2 separate regions of the Urocitellus parryii genome follow, and region 1 is linked to region 2. A link is a contact called in public Hi-C data. All regions are on one chromosome and are shown on one strand. The core of a region is the stretch at or near the end of the contact, and the rest is flanking DNA. Distances in the headings are between cores, read along the strand shown. Region 1 holds the start of Dnajb14 (DnaJ heat shock protein family (Hsp40) member B14). Region 2 holds the start of Trmt10a (tRNA methyltransferase 10A).

Region 1 (6,865 bases), core at 2,467-4,966, 330 kb before region 2:
CCATGCCCCAATCATGGCTCGAGTTTTGAAGCACCCGCCCCTCCGCCCTTTTCTTCGCTTTCTCATTGGCTGAGGCCTCAAGGACGCGTCCCGAGGGCGGGTGGCAGCCATTGGTGGGATGAGCAATCCGAGTTCCCGGATGAGGGAACATTCTGCAGTATAAAGGGAGCGGGGAAGGCGGGAGACAGCGCAGTTTGAATCGCGGTGCGACGAAGGAGTAGGTGGTGGGATCTCGCTGTGTGTCTGACTAGCCTTTTCTCGCCTTTTCTCTGCCTTGCTTGTCTGAGCTTCAGCAGAATTTGAGATGGTAAACTTCGAAGAGACGCTCGATGACTCCGCGGCTTTTTGACGGCGGGAGGAAAAACCCGTTACGGGGATGGGAATGAAGTGGCGACGGTTGGGAACGCGCGGAGACAGGATTTGGATGTGCGGGGGGAGGTGTTTTGTCGGCTGCAAGCGGAGCAGCCCCCGATCTCGCGGCGGGCGGCGACGGTTGGGGTTGGGTGGCGCGCGCAGCGCCGCTGGGGGCCAGCGGGCGGAGGCGCGCGGCCGCGGCGGGCGCGCGGCGGGGGGCAGCGGGCGGGGTCGCCGTTGCAGTGCGCGGCGGGCCAGAGACCCCGGCGGGGCGCGGGGACGCGCTCGCGCCCGGGACGCGCGATGGGGGAGGGGCGCACCGCCCTGGTAATTCTATATTCTCCGTTCCTCCTCCGCTCGCGGGCGTCTGCGCGCTGCAGGCTGGTGGTAAGGCTGGGAAGGACTCCGGAAAGGCCAAGACAAAGGCGGTTTCCCGCTCGCAGAGAGCCGGCTTGCAGGTCAGTAGTTGTTTGTGCAGTGTGACTGCCATGGCTTTTTCTTTACACCTCCTTTCTTGTTTATCATTGCTCTGGATGGGCGTTTCATCTTTGCGTGGGTGATGGGGTGTCGCGACTTAAGCTTTCGGATACGATAAATATGGGGGGGCATCGATCACGTGTGTAGGTGCCAGGACGCGTTGCTGCACCAGTGTCCGTGCCCCTTGCTTTGGCGCGCGTGTAATTTGCCCGTATTTGACTCATTATCTTTATGCATTTGTTTGTGTGCTTAAAATTAAGTTCCCTGTGGGCCGTATTCATCGACACCTGAAATCTAGGACAACCAGCCATGGACGTGTGGGCGCGACTGCTGCTGTGTATAGCGCAGCCATCCTGGAGTACCTCACCGCAGAGGTAAATGGGTGTACGCCTGTAATCTGGAAAAGGTTTAGGGGGCGGGGGAAAGCAGCGTGAGGGAAGGAGGAAAGTGATGCAAGAAAACTCCCAGGCCCTAAGCGCGGCGAGAAACCAAAGGGAACGCTAGAGGGAGCTGGTGCTAAATAAGGATCCTACTGAGCTTGAGTTTGCTGCTCTTGGAAATATAATTGCGTGCCCTTAGCTTTTGCATATCTTGCCATTCAGGCTATTTGGGGGAGGCTTCGAAAATTTGGTAGATTTCCACTCGTTAAAATTTTGACTGCTTTATGGATCTTGGCTGAGGAAAGTTGGAAGATTGATTAGATTCTGCCTTCTAGGTACTTGAATTGGCAGGAAATGCATCAAAAGACTTAAAGGTAAAGCGTATCACCCCTCGTCACTTGCAACTTGCTATTCGTGGAGATGAAGAATTGGACTCTCTCATCAAGGCTACAATTGCTGGTGGTGGTATGTAATTCAAATTTTTAAGTAAACTTAGAGAAGGAGAGAATTTTTAGTTTTAATACTGGATTGTAGTCTGGAAGAGGATGTTAAGTATATTTTTATTGATGCAGTATGGTTTGAGTTTTTTTGTATAACTCAATATTTGAACTTTTAAGTTTTTAAAGACTACCAATTGAGCAGTCAACTGCCTTGGTTTCAAATACTATCATTTAAAAAATATACTGAAAGAAGAATTAATCCATGTCACTCTCCTAGGTGTCATCCCTCATATCCACAAATCTCTGATTGGGAAGAAAGGACAACAGAAGACTGTTTAAAGGATGCCTGGATTCCTTATTATCTCAGGACTCTAATACTCTTAACAGCTGTCCAGTGTTGGTGATTCCAGTGGACTGTATCTCTGTGAAAAAAAACACAATTTTGCCTTTTTGTAATTCTATTTGAGCAAGTTGGAAGTTTAATTAGCTTTCCAACCAACCAAATTTCTGCATTCGAGTCTTAACCATATTTAAGTGTTACTGTGGCTTCAAAGAAGCTATTGATTCTGAAGTAGTGGGTTTTGATTGAGTTGACTGTTTTTAAAAAACTGTTTGGATTTTAATTGTGATGCAGAAGTTATAGTAACAAACATTTGGTTTTGTACAGACATTATTTCCACTCTGGTGGATAAGTTCAATAAAGGTCATATCCCAAACTAGTTGTTCTAAAATTGTTTGATTGTAATAGAAATGATTCTTTGGAACATCTCATCCAGCAATAATCAAGCACATTTTTTTCCTTTAGGAATTAAACACTCTCTAGATCACCAAAGTCAGGTAACCAACTGTATTATTATTTTTTTTTTAATATTATATAATGAGCTCTTAAAAGATTTTAGAAGTTTGGCAGGAACTGGAGAGGGATAATTGCTCTTTCTTGCACTGTTTGCCTTGCCTGTGCTTGTCAGTATGTGACAGCACTACATCATTGCACTGTTAACTGATGGACTTGGGTAGGTGGGGAAGTTATCTGCATAGCTACTTCCACATTAAGAACTTTTCAGTTTAGGATAGGTAGAATTACTGCTTTCTGGGTGCCAGGCACTGTTTTGAAGTCTGAAAGTTAATCAGTAATAACTTTGGGAATATACTCGTTTTTATTTTTTTATAGATAATGAGGATTCCTTTGTAAGTAGTAAGGATAGTAGTTGATGCTGCTAACAATAGCTCGACCCACTCAACATGTAAAAATTATGGTTGGGTTGCAGTGGATCTTTAACGTTTTGATACAAGTTCTGAAAAAAAAAAAATTTTAACTTTAAATATGGACATTGCCAAACATTCTAAGTGGTCCTTTTCCCATCACTGAGATCAACAGGGCATGGTACTTCCTAGAGGTAATGTTATAAAAATGGAAAAGGAAGTATTAATAGGTGAAAGAGCTGGTCCTTTTTATCTTGGCCTAGGATTACCGCTGCTTGGATCTGCTTTCACCAGAATAATTGCAAATTCCAGATTAAATTTGTATCTTTTGGAGAACTACAGATACAGTCTGGAATGAGGCAGTAAAGCAAGCCCCAGGGTTAGGGTCCAACGAAGCTCTGACGTGCCGGAAGTGCCAAGTGTGGGACTGACACGGTGATCCTCACCTGACCGAATCCTCCCAGGGACGAGGGGCCCAGAGGCGGGGCCTCGCTCCCTGGGAATTTTTTGAGTCTCCTCCCCTACCCCGCCGTCCCGGCCGCACGCAGGGCGGGCTCCTATTTACGCCGGCCGCGCCCGGAGGTCAAGGGGCACGGCGCTCTCGTTGCCGGTGGCCCCGTCCCCACCCCTCTTCGCGCGGGGCTGCTGTCGCCCGCGGGCTGTGGTGGGCTCCTTGGCTCTGAACCAGTCGGTTCTTTCTATCGGCCGCCACGTGGGCTGGGACGCCCAGGCCCAGGCCCAGGAGATCGGTCCGGGGCTGGAGAAGATGCGGCTCGCGCCGTAGCGGGGGGCGGGGAGGCCGCTGTGAGGAGGCGGAGCTGCGAGGCCCGCCCGTGCGCCCGGGCCGCCGCCGCTACGGTCCCCTGTGCTCCTCCCCGCTCGCCGCCGCACGCCCCCACCCGGGCTGGCCTCGCCTCCTCGGCGGCGGCGGCGGCTTCCCCGTCGTAGCTGTTCTTCCCGAGGAAAGGGAACCAGGCGCAAGCCATGGAGGGGAACCGGGATGAGGCAGAGAAATGTGTTGAGATCGCCCGGGAGGCCCTGAATGCCGGCAACCGCGAGAAGGCCCAGCGCTTCCTTCAGAAGGCCGAGAAGCTCTACCCTCTGCCCTCGGCCCGCGGTGAGACCTCAGTGCCCCTTCTTTCCTGCCTTGGGGCCTGGCCGTCGCGCAGCTCGCCCCCACCCCACCGCGCCTGAGGGGGCTGTCGGGGCCCGGGCCTGCCAGCCGCCGTGGGGTCCTGGGGAAGAGCAGGCCTGCGGTCCGGCGGTCGCCAGGCCCGGGCCCGCCTGGAAATAGGACTCCCTCTGCACCAGCCTGCCTGCGGGTCGCCGCCGCTCTGCTGACCGCAAGAGTTGTAGGCTCCCCGAACCGTTTTCGAAAATGCCCAGTCCTCATTCCCCCAGGAGGAGACTGGTCCAGTCTTACCGTAGGGCAGTTTTATATGGGTGTTTGATTATGTGGTCCCCTCTCTCCCAAATAAGGCCTAGTTCCCTAATGAAGTGAGAGGATCAAGGAACTCTGATGGCTAATCTCAGATTTCACCATCTTCTGGGCTTTGTAGAAAGCTGTCTCCATAGCAAACATCTTCGAATACCTGAGATGACATTGCTTTTCCCTGGGAGAGACGGATTCTTTAAAAGAGAGGAGTATACACTTTGAAAGATTGATCAAGAGACAGCAATGATTTGCTAAATAGCATCTGACTTGATAATACCATAATTTCGACAAAATAGATTAATCTTTAAGTAACAGTGTACTAGACTTATTTTAGTTGAAATTACCCTATTCATTGTCCTACTCTGTAGACTTCAAAGTTAACACACACACACACACACGAAGTTACAGAGTGCCAATAATTGTGCCTGGCATGTTTATGTGAATTATTTACTCCTTAGAACAGTCCTATACCTAAGTACTGGAGTTATTTTCCCAGGTTTATTACCCACATGAAAATATTTTTGGTAAACAAACGACTGAGTGAATGAATGAAAGTATCTTACCAAGGTCACACAACACTTAGTAGCAAAGTCAGAATAGTAGCTGAGCTTTGGGATTCCAAAAGGCCTTTAACCACTATCCTTTATTGCCTTACTCACTGGATAATATTTTGGTTGAGGTTCAAAATATTTCCAGGTTAAGAACAAAATTACTGATAAGAAGAATGTGGGACTACCTGTTTTATTGGTACTTTCTACATTGTTGAAACACTTGTGCTCTTTGCTTTTCTGTCTATCCTTTGCATTAACATTATAATTGAACTCTTATCAGAATACAGGAGGTGAAGAAAAAGAAAGGAGCTTTTTTTAAATTTTAAAAACACAAAATTTACCATCTTACCCATTTTTGGTGTACGAGTTAGTAGCATCAAATATATGCGCGTGGTGTAAAGGATATTCTGAACTTTTTCATCTTATAACAACAAAACAGTTGTTGCTTTTAAAGACCATAACCATTGGGAAAATTAAGATATATAAGTGTGAAAGTCAGTGATATGAATGTACTATAAGGGCATTTTGTAGTTATCTAGTAAAGTTGATAGGGTATGATGTTGGGGTAGTTGAAAACCCTAGTAGAGATGCAGACTGTGTCTCTAACATCTTGTAACCAGAGACAAGGTTCTTAGCTTTCATTATATATGAAATGTCATGACGGGGTTGATGTGAGCTGGAATAAAGTTATGTACAAGTACTTAGAAAAGTATTTTATGTCAAATACTCTCAGAAGATATTTTTTGGAATAATTTAAGAATTCAGGACAGAGAACGATCTAGAACATTTGTGGAAGACCCTGATAAAAAAAATTAGTGTAGAAGAAAACTAGAGCTGTTGGTTTTGAGATTTTAAAATGTTATCCCTGATATTACCTACTTTAGACTACCATAAAACTCTTGTATTTCAGAAAATTGAATCGTTGGGGCTGGAATTGTGGTTCAGGAGTAGAGGGTTCGCCTAAAACATGTGAGGTACTGGGTTCAATCCTCAGCACCAAATAAAAATAAAGGTATTATGTCCTCCTAAAACTTTTTAGAAAATAAATATTAAAAAAAAATCAGAAGGCTGAGACAGGAGAATCATGAGTTCAAAGCCAGCCTCAGCAATGGCAAGGCACTAAGCAACTCAGTGAGACCCTGTCTCTAAATAAAAATATACAAAATAGGGCTGGGGATGTGGCTCAATGTTCAATCCCCACTACCCCTCCCCCCCCAAAAAAAAAAAAGTTCAGTTCTTCTGGATGTACCTGTACTAAGGCAAAAGAAAGTATTTAGTATGGTTTCTGTTATTCTTATAGTTCAGTAAATGGAAAAACTTGCAACTGAATACTAATAAATTGCAGGATTTTTATCCTTTTAAAATTTTTTTCTTGTCAGGTAAGAAGTCTGATTAATAAAACTCTTCAAAAAATTGGTAAGAGTTTTCCTTGAGGAAAAACTTGATCTCCAAAGGGATCTAGGACATTGTTGCTTTCAATGTTTTTATTTGACAGTATTATTGTACAGTGTACTTGTTGCAGTGAACTTCTTGAATTGTACAACTTTTAAATATTTTTATACAATGAATTGAGTTTAGGTTTGGGAGTGTTAATATACATGTATAGCTACCACACAGGATAAATAAATTTCTGGAAAAATAATCTTAGTAGGCGGAAAGTAAGTTACATTTTGGTTTCTTAGATTGTATGTTTATTGAATTGTTGATATGTTTTAGACTTTGGTAGAGGTTTATAGTTTCACTGTTTTAATGTTTTACATTGCTAGTTTAGTATTTGAGTCTTTCATAGGGGGACAAATTATAGATTATTTTTTTAAAAGGAAAACATTATTATTGTTTATTGAATCAAATGGTGGCCTATAGCTTCATAAAAGACCATTCTGCATCTACTTTAATGAATAGGTAAGTTTAACGAATGGATTATCTATAATTCACAGCATCTGTCTGCACTGTAGCAATTAAAGTAATCCCTTCCTCCACTCATGTGAGAGATAACATGTAAATTTTTCCTCCTTTATTTTTTGC
Region 2 (6,194 bases), core at 2,171-4,670:
GATGCCTTTTAAGTCATGTTTAAAATTGGTTCCTTTTTGGTTTTCTTCATGTGAAATTAAGTACTTGCAAGTGTCATTCTATTCCTCCACCTCCCCATTCTCAACCAGTTGAAGAGTACTCTCAGACTTAAAAATCAGAAGTAGGTTTACGATAATAGAATTTGGAATGATTGCTCAATGTGGCCAAACATAATGGAGGAGCTCATAATTGCATTTACTACCATATTATCATGTGCTAAAATTCTGATTTTAGCTCCTTCTTATTCTACAATTTGCAGTCCGATTTAATACATTGGCTGTCCATTGTTTAAATGGGATCCACAGATATGATTTCTTTAGACTATTCTGTATTTATTTATTGATTTGTAGTTAACTTCGCAGATGCTTTTTTTCTAGTTTTACATAAATTTTATTGTATATATTTAAAGTATACAACATATGTTATGGAATACATATAGACAGTTAAAAACATTCCCAGTTAGGCAAATTAACATACCCATCATCTCCCATAGTTACCCTTTTTATTGTTGTGTCTGTGACAAAATCAGCCTAAATCCACTTATTCAGTATAATTCCCATATGCAGAATAATTTTATGACCCAGTAGTCATTGTAAATCAGCTCTCTAGACCTATTCACCTTATATCTGTTACTTTGTTTTCTGACCTATTGTCTTCCCATTTTCTCCTCCCCCAACCTCCCAATCACTCCTGTTAACTATTGCTTTAATCCATGTATTTGAATTTTAAAAAAACTTATAAGAGAAATAGTACAATATTTTTGCAGCTGGCTTATTAGGATCATGTCCTCCAGTCTCATCCATCTTGCTGCAAATGACAAGATCTCATAATTTTTTAGGGCTGAATAAATACTCCATTGTATATCTTTAGCAGTTTCTTTATCCATTCATCAATTGACACTTAAGTTGTTTCCATATCTTGGCTATTGTGCATAATGCTGCAATAAACATGGAAGTATAGATACCTGCATGAGGCAGTGATTTCATTTCCTCTGGATATCCATACAGAAAAGGGATTTCTGGATTGTGTGGAAGTTCTACTTTTAATTTCTTTAGAAAACTCCTGATCATTTTCTATAATAGTTGATCAGTATTTTAAAAACATACAAAATAGTTGCCAAAGCTTACAACCAAGTTTCACGTACAAATGCAGATATCTGACTGATCTTAAAAAACCTGAAGCCCAGTGTCATAATGCCTACATTACAAAATGGAACTTGTATCCTGATTAAAGAGGCAGTGCACTCTCAGGCTTGTGACACCTTTCATTTCTTACCTTCCAGTCCTGATAGACTTGGTAAATCATGGACAACTTCTTATATTGGCTTAAACTATAAACATGTGCTGTTGATTTTTAAATGTTTCTATTTAGATGTCCTACAGACTCACCAGAATTCACATATTCAAAACCAGCCTATTTTTTCTAAAACCTAATTTTCTTCCAGTGTTCCCTTAATGACACAGTTAACGGAATTACATTTCTACAGCTGTCCAAATTAGAAAAATCCTTAGGGTTATTTTTCTTCTTTCTTCTTCCCTCTATGCACAGCTTTTAGTCATGTGTAAAACTGTGACCCACTTAAGTCTTTCTTTTACTGGTGTCTGTATATTAAATTCCTTTCCCTTCCTGATGTCTGGAAAACTCCTACTTACTTTACAAGATGGAGCAAAATCATTCAATCTTTGAAACTATGTTCTTTGTCTCAATAAACATTTAGTTGCTCTTTTCCCTCTACAGATATCTCTAATACATTGCATATTTTACGTTGTTTATTTACTTCTGGCTCTTCTACTAGACTAGGAATTACTTAAGGACATAATGATTTAGCTATTTACCACCAGAACTAAGAAAAAAGCATGGAACTAGACAAATACATCAAATAAACATGAATTTTACAAATCAATGAGAATTGTTTCATGTCCAACGATTCCACCTTAAACTTTTTATGATACAATCTTTGGTTAAATTCAATTTTGTTTTCTTTTTTGCTCATACTTTTTTGGTACTTACTTTGGATTATTCTAGGGCCTTTAAATTTGGACCATAAGACTACAAATTAAATGGTCAAGTAAAAATTAATTTACTCCATTATTAAAACATGAGGACTTTTTAATGACTTACAAAACTTTGTTTTAATTATCTAAGGATGCCAGGTATTACCTTTAAAAAAATGTGTAATTATTTATAAAACAGATCCCAGAGAGGCAACTGAACAGCTGTTGAAAGATCTGGCACATCACTGTGCCAGCCTGAATTTAATGACCTACATGTGAAGGGCTACATATCCAATTACTAATCCTCCCTCAGCTACTCTTTGCCCCGATATGGAGGCAGCTGAAAAAAGATGCCCTACTAACAGATCAGAAAATGAATCCAGATTTCATTGCCAATGTTCAGTTACAGAGATCTTTTAGATTTCAGATGAGGAAGAAACTGAGAGGGACTCACAATTGTATTACAGCTCACACAGTTTTTCAAATAAATTTGAGAATTTAAAGCAAGAGTGACTTCAGTTTTGTGACTAAATTCAGAGACACTGAAATTATTTTAGAGAACCTAAAATTCTGAATTTAACTTTCTATTCACTCAAGCCTTAAACACGTTCAAATGTCTTCAAACATCAAGGGAAAAATACTTCAGAGTTCCTTCTATATTAAGAAGGCCAATTTATATTCCAAGATTCAAACCTCATTTTTAATCTTCAAATTTTACAGTAATCACCTATTAGAAGTAGGGTCAAATAAAAAAAAAATAGAAAACGACAATCCACAGGATTGAGTTTTGCTTCTCCCTTAGTTGACTTGGTCTATATATAGCAAAAAGATTATATAAGGTCAAGTAGTACAAACAATGAAACATCACCTGATGTTTTGCAAAATAGCACAGGAAAAATAGGTCAAAGAATGAATGGAGAGTAAAGCGTCTGGCTTTTTTTTCCTTAAGCCATAAAAAAAGGCTTAGAAATTCCAAATTTAAATGCATTTTTATTATGAATTTGACTAATTTCTTGAACTCTTATTTTCCACTTGAGTCATGTAAAATCATGCCACCGTGTTAACCTTTTTCTGTATAAAACAGACATAACTTAGGCAAGAGATGCTTTCCTCTACTCTTCAACACAAAACTAAGAATCTTTCATCCGTACCGCATTTTTAATTTTTAAGAATGGGACTATCTTAAGCACTCTACGCCGCCGAACACAAACAAGAATATGAATGAATAAATGCCCGTAGGTACACCTTTACTTCTTTAAGGGGAAAAACTGACGTCACCGTAACTACCTCCCACTCCCCAAATCCTAACTCCAAACCCCGCCCGAATAAACCCCTCCTCCCCCCGGCCAGCTGAGGCGGAAGTTAGCGCAGTTCAATGACGTATGACGTAATCGCCGTAGCCACCACCGGGTAACTCTCGCCTCTGCCTCTGGGAGTTGAAGTTTCCAAGGAGGACTCGCCCGCGGTACTGAGAGCACACAAGAGAGGCTTTCTGAACGAACTACTACGTTCCCCACATCAACTCAGTTTGGTAAATCTCCTGGCACTGCGGTTCGCGCTCGCTTCCCCTTAGGTAACGTTCGGATACAAAAGGGAAGCATGCCATGCCACCCTCGAGTGGCAACAAGGGCTTCCGGGGTATGACGGAACGGGCCTGTGCGAGTGGCCATAGCCATCCTGTTCCTGAAGGAAATTACGTTGGCTAGGGCGCGCCCCCGAGGCCTCCGCAGCTCTCTGATTCGCCAGCTACATTTTAGTCCCGCCTCTCTGCTGCTAGCGCGGCGAACGGTGTAGATAGGGAGGGTGGACTGGGCTCTGCTGGCCTGCAGTGGGGCGCTTTCCTTTCAAGTTATTTAAGGATGGGCCCTCGGTTCCTAGGATGCAAAGAGTGTGGTCTTACAAAAGATGACGGGAGAGAGAATATAGACTCCGAAGGGCCGAAAAACGAGTTGTGGCAGTGCCACCTGTGGCTAGAGACCAGGGGCGAGATGCTTAGTACCTCTTTACCCGTCCCTTCCCTCTAGAGCTGACGTTGCTGAGCCCTCTGAGATGCAGGGAGCTCGAGGGGAAGTTGTTGATGCTGCTAAGCCCCATGGTGGTGAGCTGGGGACTATTAAGTTGGCTTGATTTCACTGAAGCACGTTAAGAGTTTAAAATTTGGGAATTTCTCCAGAGAAATGTGGAGAGGATAGCGGCAGGTTACCTTCTCACCTATTAAAAACATTTCTTCTGAGGGAGATCTTTGGCCCTAGGGACTTGACATAGAAACAAAAGGCTTTTGCTACCACCGATTTGATTAACATGTTTAAAGAAAGGTCTTTTACTGTCACGGTCAGGTCCTTAATTCCGTTGTGCAATTATTCCAATATTAGATCTTTCTTGAAGGGAGCTGTATTGTAAATTACGAAGACTTTTTAGTTGTTTGATAACACGGAAATTTTTAAGATTTTCCTTTTGGCTTTAATTGATTTATGAGGTGTATTCTCCCTGCTTTAACGGGGTGAGGAAATGTAAATATTGAGATGCCTTTTTACCTATTCCACCAAGTACCTTAGTCGCTTTTATCTAGTTCTTTCTCTTTTAAGCCCACCCGATAACCTGGATCTGTGAATTACCCACATTATTTTACGCTAAAACAAATTTCACACAAATATTTCTATAATTAAAATACCGTTCTTAAATATTTGTTGGACTTGGTTTAACGACTGAAAATGTACTGTGAATATAACTGCATGTCACAGAAGAACACAAAATTCTGCCATAGAAAATTTACAAATTATGACCCAAACTAAAACAATTAGGAAACTAGTAATTGTGCTATTTTTTCACAACAGGTAATCTGAACAAGCTAGTATGTAATGAAGTGATGGTCAAAGTTGGTTTATCTTTGTAAAGTCTACACAATAATTTTTATCAAGCTAGTATTTTTTCTTTTTTTGCATTCCACTTATGTCTCAGTGTATCTATGTTTGAGGTTCAGAAAATTCACCTACTATAGTGCATTTTCTTAACGGAGAATAACTAAAGAAAGTGAATGATTATGATGACTAACTACTTCATGACCTTTTCTTGTTTTTGATAGGCTGTTTAAAAACATGACTATGCTGTGATAGGTCATGTTGAATTTAACAAGACTTATTAAATAGGAAAGGCAAAAGCTCCCTCTGGTGTACATGGTTGTAAAACACTGCGTTAGGTTGCTTTTAACATTCCCACATTATAGAGCTCATCAACCCTTGAGTTTTTGAACAAAGTAGAGAATTAGCCAATAAATGGAAAGTACTATAGAAATGTGCTCTTTTGGAATATTATTATTTTACGAAGAGAGCAATTTATTTCCTGTTATTTTAATTGTGCTTTTAAGTTTGCATGTTTAGTTTAACAGACCATGTTTTTCCACTCTTGCTTTGGGTAATATGCACTGCTGAATTTTATGTAATTCAGTGCATATGAAAAGAAGGTAAAATAAAAGTTGTCTTGGGAAATCACCCTCTATCTTTATGTATATTTAAAGTTTTCTTCTTTCTAATCTTTTTAGGTTTACTGAGTTTCTCCTGCCACCAGTTTCTAAATTGAATACTAACATTATTTAACTATTAAAAAAAATAGTGGCATGGAAATGAAACTAGAGATTTTTTTCATCATATATGACACAGATCTCAAGAGTCTTCTATTATCAGAATTGACACAGCACAGTTCTTTTATGTTCTTTGGAACCCCTCATTTGTAAATAAGGTTTTGCATTACTGGGAGGTTACAGTAGAGTTAGGTTGGGTTTGAATCCAAACTCTAGCCCTTCATTTGTCTAATTATTCAACCAAGTATTGTGAGTATATATTTTGTGCTAGATTTGCTTGCAGTACCTTGTTTCTTAGGAATTATAGTAGCTTCGTAATTCTGGGCAAGTTATTGAGCCTCACTGTGCATTCTTTTTAAAGTAAGGATAAATAATACAATCAACCTCATAGAGTTGTTTTAAGGAATGAATTAGATAACAATACCTTACTATTACTATTTTCATTGCTTTTTAAAAATCTTTCATCATACTATATTCACTCATTTATTTACTCCACCATTATATAATAAGCATCAACTAAGTACCAGCCACTATGTTACTGACATATTACAATGTTGCACATTTTTTTTTTTTTTTGGTACCAGGGATTGAACCCAGGGGTGCT

The links. A called contact is a pair of places that touch in the nucleus more often than the background predicts.
Region 1: a Hi-C map of muscle shows a contact between it and region 2, with 5 times the contacts expected there. The contact joins the promoter of Dnajb14 here to the promoter of Trmt10a in region 2. A contact is called at or near these places in 2 of 2 Hi-C or Micro-C datasets (liver and muscle).

What each region holds. Positions count from the first base shown.
Region 1 is chr10:46,960,963-46,967,827 of mUroPar1.hap1, reverse strand. It overlaps Dnajb14 (DnaJ heat shock protein family (Hsp40) member B14), which reads left to right and starts at 3,716. Exons shown (of 8, transcript XM_026398128.2): 1 at 3,716-3,971. The coding sequence starts at 3,839. H2az1 (H2A.Z variant histone 1) reads left to right here and starts at 163. Exons shown (of 5, transcript XM_026398112.2): 1 at 163-307; 2 at 735-812; 3 at 1,092-1,205; 4 at 1,547-1,676; 5 at 1,929-2,370. The coding sequence starts at 305. The coding sequence ends at 1,990.
Region 2 is chr10:46,627,036-46,633,229 of mUroPar1.hap1, reverse strand. It overlaps Trmt10a (tRNA methyltransferase 10A), which reads left to right and starts at 3,420. Exons shown (of 8, transcript XM_077803345.1): 1 at 3,420-3,544.